Linked DNA regions of Zea mays: region 1 is linked to region 2. A link is a contact called in public Hi-C data. All regions are on one chromosome and are shown on one strand. Each heading gives the region's core, a stretch centred on a gene start, on an enhancer-like site or on the middle of the called end of the contact. The rest is flanking DNA. Distances are from core to core; before and after follow the strand shown.

Region 1 (5,406 bases), core at 1,757-4,256, 260 kb before region 2:
TTACCTGATACTACAGATGTGGTAAGGGGAAGAGAAAACAAAAACAGAAGCTAACCTCAAACTTCTTGAACACCCGAGGGTAATATAAGTACAGAAACAGCGGATTCAGGATATGGAGCCGAACTAGCACAGTGGTGAAGAAACACAATGTCCCATATGCCTTGCTTATAGGTGGAAGTGATTTGTAGTACCTGAAGAAGGCAGGTAAATGAGCACGCATTCCAAAGTGGCTTCAAAACTAAAGGATTTATACTTTTTTCTTAGCACCGAGTGTCCAGTTCCAGTAATGAGTGATAATTTACAACTAATGCATGAGCAGAAATAAGAGCAGTAGTAGTAAACCAATGGACACTATTAGTTTAGGCAATACAATCAAGATTCGAAATTTGCATTTACAAAAGTAAGCACAACAACAAAGCTACAGTTTATTTATGATTGTGCCAACTGCCAAGTTAGTGATGCATGAAGGTGTGTGCCTCATTAAATCACTATGCACAGATTAATATTATATACCAATAAACATTTATCACATGAAACACACCATGGTTTTTAAAGCGGTAAGGCAAGCCAAGGTGTTGGACCACTGCCTGGACGCCTAGGCGAGGTAGGCGGGCAAGACGCCTAGGCGTTGGACCTCCGCCTGGACGCCTAGGCGACGCCTTAAGAACAGGGAAACACACTATATAAGTTTAGAGACAACTGAAAAATACGATGACAATAGCTATATAGCGAGAGCGCACAAACATGAAGAAATTGTCTTTTCTTTGGGATGGTAGCTCCGTGGCTGGTTGAGGGATGTAAAAAGTGTTGAGGTCGATCTCATCCGACTCGGTCAAAGGATCAAGTCAGACACAACTATCATGCTTTGGTCAACGGCGCAATAACTTTATGGTTGTGATCCCCTTTCACACCACGTACATAAATAGGGAGAGGGCCGGCGCACGAAGCACGAACTAACATTCTTCGTAGTCTCCTCTCTCGTACACCTCTAGTGAGATCCGGTTTGTCTCTTACGTGGCTAGTGAAGGAAAGGCCACCGCCTCGGAGTGGAGCTACACCACCCTAATGCTATCACCGTCCAACCCTGAACGTATAATTCAAGTTCTATTGTATCTAGTGGCTAGGGTTTGAGCACAAGGGTCATATACGAGTTCTAACAAAAAGTTAATAGTTTGCATGGGACAAGGACAGACATCAGGGCCCTACAACAATAGTTGTTCACCATTTCCTATATAAATTAAAGATACAGGTAAAAGATATTTCCTCCCATTTGCATTATGAATTCATGGTCAACTCTGCATATATCAATCTCATGTTTTGTCTCTTCTCTTTTACCTGTTGCATGTGAATGCAGGTGCCTCTGCCAACTCTTTTATAACTTTGGTTACTAATTTTGAATAAATTTTATTCATGTTTTCACATATAAATGATTTTAGTTGATGCTCAACAGTATGGTTTTAAATATTTTGGACAGCATATAATTAGAACAGGTAAGTATCAAAGGGTGCAAAATGGAGACTGCTAATAGTCAAATTGACAATTGAAGCAGAATGGAGATAGTTTCCTGCTCAATTGATGTGTTCAGTGAATAGTCACTGTAGAAGAAAGGAGAGTACAAAAATCATGAGTTCACAAACTGGCTGAAAACCCCATATCAGAACTTCATGCCTCAGTCAACAAATTCAAATAGGAATAAATTAGCAGAGCTAAGGGTCAAGAGTCAGAGAAACAGGCCAACTGGTTGGATCATTTCAGGTAGTACAAAAATGGTGACGTTTTCAGTTGACCAGATATACGGATTTTAACCCCCAATACCAATATCTTTAATCGAATTCTTATGTTGATTGGCAGAGACATCACCAGTATCAAGGTCACTATAATCAAGGAACAACAAACTGGAATACTGGATGTCTTCGTGAAATATTGTACCAATGATGCCCCGGCAAAAGCAAAAGGAGAAAGAAAAAAGAAGTCGCATTGGTAGATTTCGACAACAACGAAATGACAAAATATTATTAGTCATTTATAGAATACCTCTATGCATCAGGTGACGCACACTCCGTTTCTTCCTTTCGAATTAAACTAATCGTGAATAATGCTTCAAATACCCTTAATTCAGAAACCAGGAATCATATTTCGCCAAAAACACTAAGTACACAGCACAAACAATCATGAAACTAAATGATATAAAAATGAGCTGTCAGAATTAAAACTTGACGTTGTCATCACTGACACATCCAGATAATCGTCCAGGCCAAGATCACAAAGTTTGAATTGCATGAAAAATATATTGTTATTCAAACTCTAATGAAAACGGAGCCCTAAACAAACCAGTTCAGGTGCACAGGAATATAGGCAAGTGGTGAATCAACTTCGCTTCTAAGTTGAAAGACTATTTATCATGAATGATAACTAACCCTTTATCTTGTGACAGTACAAACTCGAAGTACAAAACCGGATGATATGTATAATTGTATATAACGCTGTACCAGTCCAGCAACATAGAGATAACATCACTAGAGCACCGACGAAAATGAACCAATCAGCTCCAATCTAAGCCGAGCCCTATGGGACCAAAGTGGCACCACGAATCCGCAATACAGCCGTCTACTGTCGCAACCCCAGCATATAAGCCCATTAAAACGATCGAATCCATCGATTACTCGGAACCGTTCAGCTCCAATTCCTCTAGCGATCCCCGACCCGAATCACGGGGCCTACCATGCAATACAACGTCTACGCGTCGGAATCTGAGATCGAAGCTCGGATCAGATGAAACCGCTGTAAGTGTCGAGGACTTACTCGGCGGGCGAGGACATCTTCACGAGTCGATGGATCCGAGGCCTCGACTTTTCCCTGTCGAGTACTCGAGTCTCCTCGCGTCCAATTCCTTCTTCGGTTCTCCTCGTCCCGTACGAAGCTTGGATTGGAAGGAGGAAGAAGAGCAGGTGTTCAAAACCGAGGTCGCCGCGCCTGCGAGAACCTTCCGGACAAGAGCAGAGACGCACCGTTGATTTCTGATCGGAGGGATGAAGATGGCTCAACACGTAGGTGTGCCGTGTGCGCGCTACTAGAGATGTCCAAACGGGCCGCCCGGCCCGGTCCGGCCCGGGCCCGGTGAAGCCCGGCCCGTTTTGGGTCCGGCCCGCCGGTCACGATTAAAAAATCGGGCCGGGCCGGCTAAGCACGCGGGCTCAATTTCTTGTCCGAGCCCGGCCCGCAACGGGCCTAAACGGGCCGGGCCGGCCCGTTTAGCACGAAAAAAGCGGGCCGAAAAGCGGGCTATGCGGGCCGAAAGCACGTTTTAGTGTAAAAAAAGCGGGCTTAACGGGCTTAGAGCTAAACGGGCCGTGCCGGGCTAGCCCACCGTGCCTAATTTTCTGTCCGAGCCCGGCCCGCTTATTCGTGCCGGGCCGACCCGGGCCCGCATATAACCGGGCCGTGCCGGGCTCGGACCGGGCCTAAAAAACGGGCTTCGTGCCGGGCTCGCGGGCCTCGTGCTTATTGGACATCTATACGCGCTACGCGGCTCGCGGCTGGATGCCTGGATGCCGAGATGGCCTTAGTGACGTGGCTGGCTATATCACTCTCTATCTCACTTCAAACTCCAAACTACGCTAGTAAATCTCGAGTGACTAAAGTTTAGTGACTAAAGTTTAATTATTTTTAATCACTAAAGAAGTAAACATGTTGACTAAAATAGAATGACTAAACTTTAGTTTTTTAGTCAAAAAAAAAGGTGACTAAAAGAGACTAAAGTAGTATTTTTACTTTATTTATCATCTCCACTTTCTTCTTATAGCAAACATCCATTAATTAATAAGGTTAAAACAGTAATTATTCACAGCAATTAATGCTCTTTAGTTCGGTTTAGTCACTGAAACCAAACGAGGTACTTTAGCGACTAAACTTTAGTCACTAAAATTTAGTCTAGTTACTAAAGGAACTAAACAGAGCCTTACACAGTCTTTTACACACTAGAGTTGGCCACCTCTACCTCTGCTACATCAAACTGAGACTCTTAAGAAACATACTATAATGTTGCATAGTTTGATCGGTAGTGTTTACATATGTTCTCTCAGTTATTCAAATTTCCAGGAATTCCAAATTTAACTAAAAGTTATAAAAATATAAAATTGATGGCATGAAATAAATATAGTATACAATACAGATAAAAATCTAATAATACTTATTTAGTATTATAAATTTTATTATTTTATTATACGATTTTAATGAAACTTTAGATGTTTTGACTTTAAAAAAAATACGATAACTTTATCAACACCGAAAAAAGGCCTCAAATTCTGATATAATTACTACTATATAGAACGAGGAGTAAATCTGAGCTCCCGCTAAATCTACGTCACCTTTAAAATTCTAAGCCATTCGATCAGATTTCAGTGGCCTCTAGAATTCCTTCGCGGCACAGGAGCGGTGTTTGGATAAGGTGAAAGGCTCCTTGAACAGTCGCAGTAGTTCCAGACGGCAAACAAGCGGGTGGTGGGGGAAAGGAAAAAAACGAGTCGTGCACATCATCGTCGCTGCGGGAGGCAACACCGTCAAAAGTCCGCGAAAGCGCCCATGGACATGGTTGGTGCTTCGTGTTCCCTCCTCTCCTCCCCTAGCTGACTAGCCACGCCACTCAGGGCGGCGCTGACTACAGGGCTGCCAGGGCGGCCGCCCTGGCCCCCCAGATCCTAGGGGCCCCACCCCATGCATGTATATGTAGTAGTCTTCGATCAGTTGAAGGCTTGAAACGATGGGTCCTGCATGCAATCAAGCCTGCAAGCAATCGTCCGCACAGGCCTGACCTGCTTGCTACCTGCCTCCCTACGCCTAATTAGATTAATTAGATTAGATCATCCGGCCATCCGTCCCAGCTATACCACGCGAACGCTTCGACTGCTCCTGCTCACAACTCGCCCTGACCCGATTCAGCAACGCGTCGCCGCCTAATTGGATCATCACGCCGCCTTGGAGTCCAGGCAGGAATCAGGATGCCTGGTTCCGTGGTTCGCCGTCGCATTGACGCCTTGCTTCGCCGGCAGCTCCACGCATTGATCCATCACGCACGCACGACGCACAAGATTTAGGTACGGTTCTCAGATCTATTGCCTAATCAGTGTGTGCTTGTTTGTGATCTGTAGTCCTGTAGATTAAATATATTTCGTTTTGCTTGTTTCAAATTTTATCTAGATCATGTCAACTAGAAAGTATGCATCGGGTAGTGAAAAAAGGAAAAAAAAGAAACGCCAAGATAAATTTATTGCCCTGGTTTCTGTAAGGGGGCCTCATTTCTGTGTTCGCCCTGGGCCACCAAAATCTCAGCTCCGGCCCTCGCCACTGCGCGCTCCCGTCTAACTATCCATGCGACCGCGAGTCTTCGTGACGTGTTGTCGTTACCGT
Region 2 (5,778 bases), core at 2,141-4,640:
GTATTGTCCAAAAAAAGATGCATAGTTTTGCATTTAACAGCATGGTTTGCACACTAGGTAAAACTCATGCACTAGAAAACTTCATTTGTAGAGCATATTCATCATGTAGAAAAATCAAACGCACGAAAAGTGGGATCACACCCAACATCGTATCATCCACAACTCCACATGAATTGCCAAGTACTCCTTCCATTTCAAATTATGACACATTTTTTGGGTTTTCTAGATACATTGCCTTAACTATATATATCCAGACATAGTGTACACCTAAGTACATAGGTTCCTGTTTGGAACCCCTAGAGATATTAGTTAGCTAGCTAACAAATTGATAGCTGGGTTGAGTCAGCTAATGAACTAATTGTTAGCTGTGAGTTAGCTAACAATTAATTGGGATATTAGTTGTGGGTGTTTGACCTATACAACTAATTTTAGCAGTATTAGCTCTAGAGGTTCCAAACAGGGCCATAGCAAACACTATGCATCTAGTAAAGCAAAATGTCTTAGTTTGGAATAGAGGGAGAGTAATTGGTAGCGATTGTCTCCAACAATCCAAATTGCATTAGCTATCATGAAAAAACATTAGCAGCAAGACAAAATTGTAAAGGCCAATTGTACCTCAGTAATCTATAACGATTGGTGTTGCCATGGAGGCTTCATCTTTAGAAACTTCAGCAATTGCATCTGAATGGGTATTATTTAGCACCGGCATCTCCTTCTCTCTCCAAATTGCATGAACTTCATCAGTTCGGAATCTTTGTGTAAATGTCGACTCCTCAAGGGGAGTGGTCATGCCATGTGCATACGCCAGTAAACCAGTATATGCAATCATTGCCCCATTGTCTATACAATAGCGGTCATCAGTTGCAAACAGCCTACCCCCTCTTTCTGAGCACATAATCTTCATCATCTCCTGTAAACGTTCGTTGCAACCGACGCCACCAACAATAAGAACGTCCTTTGAATCACAGTGTGCCATGGCACGTTCAGTAATTTCGACAAGCATGGCAAAGATAGTTTCCTGAGAAATTAGGACTTTCATCAGTGTCACTGTCAAGAAAGCATAACCAATTATTATCCACAAGGGGGGAAAGTTTAAGAGCATGCAAGTACCTGCAATGAGTAGCATAGGTCCGCAGGTGTGCACTCATTATTTTTAAGCTTTTCAATCGCCGCAGCTTCAATAAAGCTCAATATGCCACTGAATGACACATCCATACCCTTCACAACATAAGGGACATCAATGAATTTTTCTCCCTTCTTTGCAAGCTGGACAAGGAAAATAAATACGGTAAATTAAGAAACCAAACTCAAGGATGAGAAAAGAATGTGCCATGTTGTACAAAAACATAAATCTGTTCAAGCTTCAAAGTGAAAATGTCTTCAAAAACAAAACAAAAAAGAAAGAAAGAAAAATGCTAATGGTGACAGCTAATACAATGATGAAGGTAGAATGGTAGATAACAATACCATGTGGAACTACTTCAGAAGTACTCTCTTGAATGATTCACACAGACTAATCCATAGTGTCAACAATGTTAATAATAGTGTCGAAGTTCAATCTTAACATAGGCCAATCAAATGGGGACTTCCTGGGATTATCCTATAAGCTCAAGCCCTATGTATCCAGGGATAAAATGTGAAGGCTTCCAGGGCTCAAAAGCTTATTGTCCATCCATCTACACGACCACTCAAATAATTTAGCACATACAGCCAACCAAACACCATTCAACACATGCAGCCCTACTTCAGACAGTCAGCTAAATTTAGTCTCAATATTCGAATAAAGGTTTGAGAAAAAGGAACATATATAGAATGAAGCTAATTATGACCCCATACTGGTCAAAGTGCTTAAACGACCAAACAACCCATTGGATACATTTGACCTGGCCGTGATACAATAAATGTTCTTCAGCTGTATGTAAAAAGATAAGTTCTGTTGGCTGATTGTATGAGTTGGCAAAATAAGAGTAAGATAGTGTTTGGCTACCTAAATGTGTTAGTTTAAAAGAAAACAAGGAAACATAAGTGATTGCATAGACTGAATAAATCTATGGTGACCTTCATTATGCAAGCAATGTCACACAAAACTAGTCCTACATAAGATCTGCCCAGCATATTATATAGTTCAATACATAAATATAATCAAATGATCGCTATGTTTCAACAAAACATGCTCCCTCTGTCCCAAAATAAAATTCGTTTTAGAGATTTATTGGATTCACACAATACTTGATGAGTCGATGTTTGCGTTTTATATTTGTGCCTAGATTCATCTTCATCCATTTGAATATAGACATAAAAATCAAGAGCTAAAACGACTACTATTTTGGAACGGAGGGAGTATAAAAGTAATCTTGCCCACAAGTACAACACTCCATTATTTGATGGAGGCAACAAACTAGCCACTAAATGTACAGCCAGCATAAATTAAATTGCCTATGAATTTCGTAATGTAGGTTAATTTTTCAATTAAATTCAAGTGGCTAGGGTCAGTAAAAAGTTCAAGAGGTGCCAAAGTTCCACTGATAGCTCCAGGACTCATAAACACCCTTTCATGATAAAATACTCATGGTGCACTAATAACTTTTACCATTTCCCTAACAATTTGCCACCCAGGGCATTTACATGTATGTGATGCAGTCGTCATGGTGACAATACTTCATGCTAGAAAAACACTCACACAAACCAGCATCTATGTGCATATCGCTAGAATTAAACAACATTAAGCAACAGCAATTGGATAACAAAATTGGCATTTGATGGAACAGTTTACCTGCTCGATGTTATACCCGGGGCTAGGGTCATTGGAGAGCTCTAGGACCCTGGCGAATCGGTCAAGGCAGTTCCCGACGGCAATATCAATCGTTTCCCCGAAGATCCTGTACCTCCCCTCGCTGTAGGCGATAACCTGCGTGTTTCCGCCGGAGACGTAGAGTACAACGGGGTCCACGGCCCCAGTGACCGCGCGGCCCATCTCGATGTGCGCAACGCAGTGGTTGACCGCCACGAGAGGCTTCCTCCATAACAGGGAGAGCGCGCGGGCGGCTGCGGCGGCGACCTGGAGAGGGCCGCCCATGCCGGGGCCTTTAGTGTAGCAGACGCATGCGAGGTCAGCGGGGGCCACACCGGACTCAGCGAGCGCGGCGCGGAGGAGAGGGAGGAGGTGCGCGAGGTGGTGCTGCGCGGTCTCCCGGGGAAGGAATCCATGACCCGGCGGTGTCACGTAGGTGTGGCGCGGGTTGGAGAGGATGTCACCCGAGAGGGAGACCACGCCGATGCCGATCTTGTTCGCCGAGGACTCCAGCCCCAGCGCAAGCGGGCCCCGGGGACGGCGGTTCGCCGGGGACGGAGACGAGGACATGGCGGCGGCGGCGCTAGGGTTTTGGAGTTTGTGGAAGAAGACGAATTGGTGAGAACCCGGCTCGCCGCGCGCCTCGAACGTGGAAGTGTACAAGAAACCAGCCCAATTTTGGCCTTAGGGCCCATAATTTCAAAACAACTTAGCCCAGTGGCCCACTGACAGTGGTCGAATTAATGTAAGGTCAGTGGAAAATACGATCTTTTTTTCATGCAACAGTTGCTGAATATGGCCATCAGGCAACGTCATTGTGATAACAATCTAGTGCGAAGGTAGTTGTTGATTGTTTGGAGTTATAATCTGTTAGTTCAAAAGCTGTTGGATTATATAATCTAGATGTATTATAATCTCAAACAAACATCCTATCAACAAACATCCTCTTAGGTGACAATTTATCTCACTTTTTTTTTAAGATTAAGGCCATATTTGTTTACCCTCCACATTATATAATACAGCTTAAATAAATTGAGAGGTAAACAAACAACACCGATTATTAGATGGATTATATAATCTATATACCTAGGTTATAATAATCCATAAGCAGATCAATAAATGTTTATATAATTCATAAACTGGATTATATAATTCTAGAAGGAAATAAACAGAACCTAAGTATAACACAGTTAACTGAGAACCAAACAGGTCCTTAATGATGTCAGCACTTACTCTGATCAATGAATCTTTGTTTGGTAGGAGATGATTCAACCGGTCCGTACCATTGTTTTTACTAACACAAGGGAGACTGCTTAATCTAGCAGTTTACTTCTAATGAGGTTTATTACTCTCAAACACTTTATAAAGTCGTTAACTTCATAGAGGTAATACGGGTGTATGTTTGGAGTCTTAATATACCCCTAGAGTTCACTTTTTTCTTGTGATGGTTGTCTAAGAACAAGCTACTAACTCGTGACAATCTGAGTTTGAGAAGGAAAGTAGAGGACAAATCTTGCTTATTTTGTAGTGAGTCTGTGGATCAGTTTTTCATCTCTTTCTTTGACTGTGTGTTGTAGTTAAATAGCTATCGTGTTGTATGTCTAAAGCTCTAGATAAGAGTGTAGGCGTTGATTTTGTTTCAACAGGGCAAATGTGGCTTAGTGAAAAAAAAAGTTTGTGGTAGATAATATGTTTTGTTGTTGCTGTGGCCCTATGGGGGGCTTTGAAAACTAAGAAACGGTATTTACTTTCAGGGAACTTGCTGGGGACAAGCTGATACAGTTAGCTAGAACCAACTTAACTCGTAAGCTTTTTGAACCAAACAGGAATTATTGTGGGTTGAACCCGTTCTAACCCGCGTCAACCCGTTAACCAAACACACCCTAAGTTTCTTCACCAGAGTGATTCGGACTGGGAGATGACAGGGATCTCGGATGAAAGAAGCCACAAGTCGCCTGGTAGACTACTCGCCGTTGGAAGATGTGTTTGAAAAAGGGAACCTCCGATCCTGTAAATAGTCTTGCGCATTTATACGAAATTGTTAAGGATGCAACGTGAAGTTACAATTGATTGATTTTTTTTCCTAATAGCCCAACCAATCACGTCATACATCATATATGGCTGCAAACTACAGTATGTTCTTTCTTTTGACAGGCTTGTAATTGCTTGTGGGGGGGCGTGTCCTTCACAATCTTGCTGGTCGGAGCCGGCGTGCAAGGGTTTCTATTATATTGTCAATTTGTCAAACTTCGTTCGCTACCGAGTTCATCCTGAAACCTGCATCCCAAGATGGGATGTTTGACACGGAGGAATTTTCAGAGCTCAACAACGTTCACTTTTTCTCCGGATCGCTTTATTTACTCATAGCTGCGCTTGCTATGCAGGTAGCTTGTTGCCCAGCTGAGCAAGCAGACACATCACCCTATACATATAATGGAGGTACTAATAACGCGAGCACGTGCATGATAATTCAATCTATAGGTTCGTTCTAACTTCATCAACTGTATTTCAAAGTTTACGTTTGGTGTTATATATGTTTTGATGTTAGAAACTTTGGAGAGGACTAGCAATAAGTTAGAAAGGGTCTAGGTACTAATGAGAGAAGTTAGGACGTCCACAACAAGCGAGAGTACAAGTCCAACTCGACTTTGACTCTAACTCGGAGTCCAGGACTAGCTCGCACTAAAACTGACGTCCAGAACACATACAGACTCCATTTTCGGCGTTCTTTATATGAATGTAAAACTAATCATATAAGCTTTCCAACCCAACTGATCTCGTTTTAAAATTACTTCGGGGTCAACGGGAATCATTGAAAAACTCAGTATCCATATTTTGTTCCGGTGTTGTGATACCATATTTTTTGTTGTTGGCCTGTGTATCGTGTTCGAGCCTATTGGAGACGTGTCCAGGGGTCTTGTGGGTAGGGGTGGTAATGAATCACGATCCAAATGTATTTTTACAATTTGTTTGAACCCTTAGTTAGT

Evidence for each region. Hi-C and Micro-C count contacts between places; a contact is called where the count stands out from the background.
Region 1: a contact with region 2 is called in a Hi-C map of ear, with 2.8 times the contacts expected there. The contact joins the promoter of LOC606470 here to the promoter of LOC100273984 in region 2. A contact is called at or near these places in 7 of 25 Hi-C or Micro-C datasets (bundle sheath, ear, endosperm and 4 more).

Annotation. Positions count from the first base shown.
Region 1 is chr6:140,798,325-140,803,730 of Zm-B73-REFERENCE-NAM-5.0, reverse strand. It overlaps LOC606470 (derlin3), which reads right to left and starts at 3,006. Exons shown (of 7, transcript NM_001112327.2): 1 at 2,803-3,006; 2 at 56-191. The coding sequence starts at 2,819.
Region 2 is chr6:140,539,648-140,545,425 of Zm-B73-REFERENCE-NAM-5.0, reverse strand. LOC100273984 (O-sialoglycoprotein endopeptidase) reads right to left here and starts at 3,390. Exons shown (of 4, transcript NM_001148370.1): 1 at 2,774-3,390; 2 at 1,111-1,266; 3 at 616-1,018. The coding sequence starts at 3,361. The coding sequence ends at 617.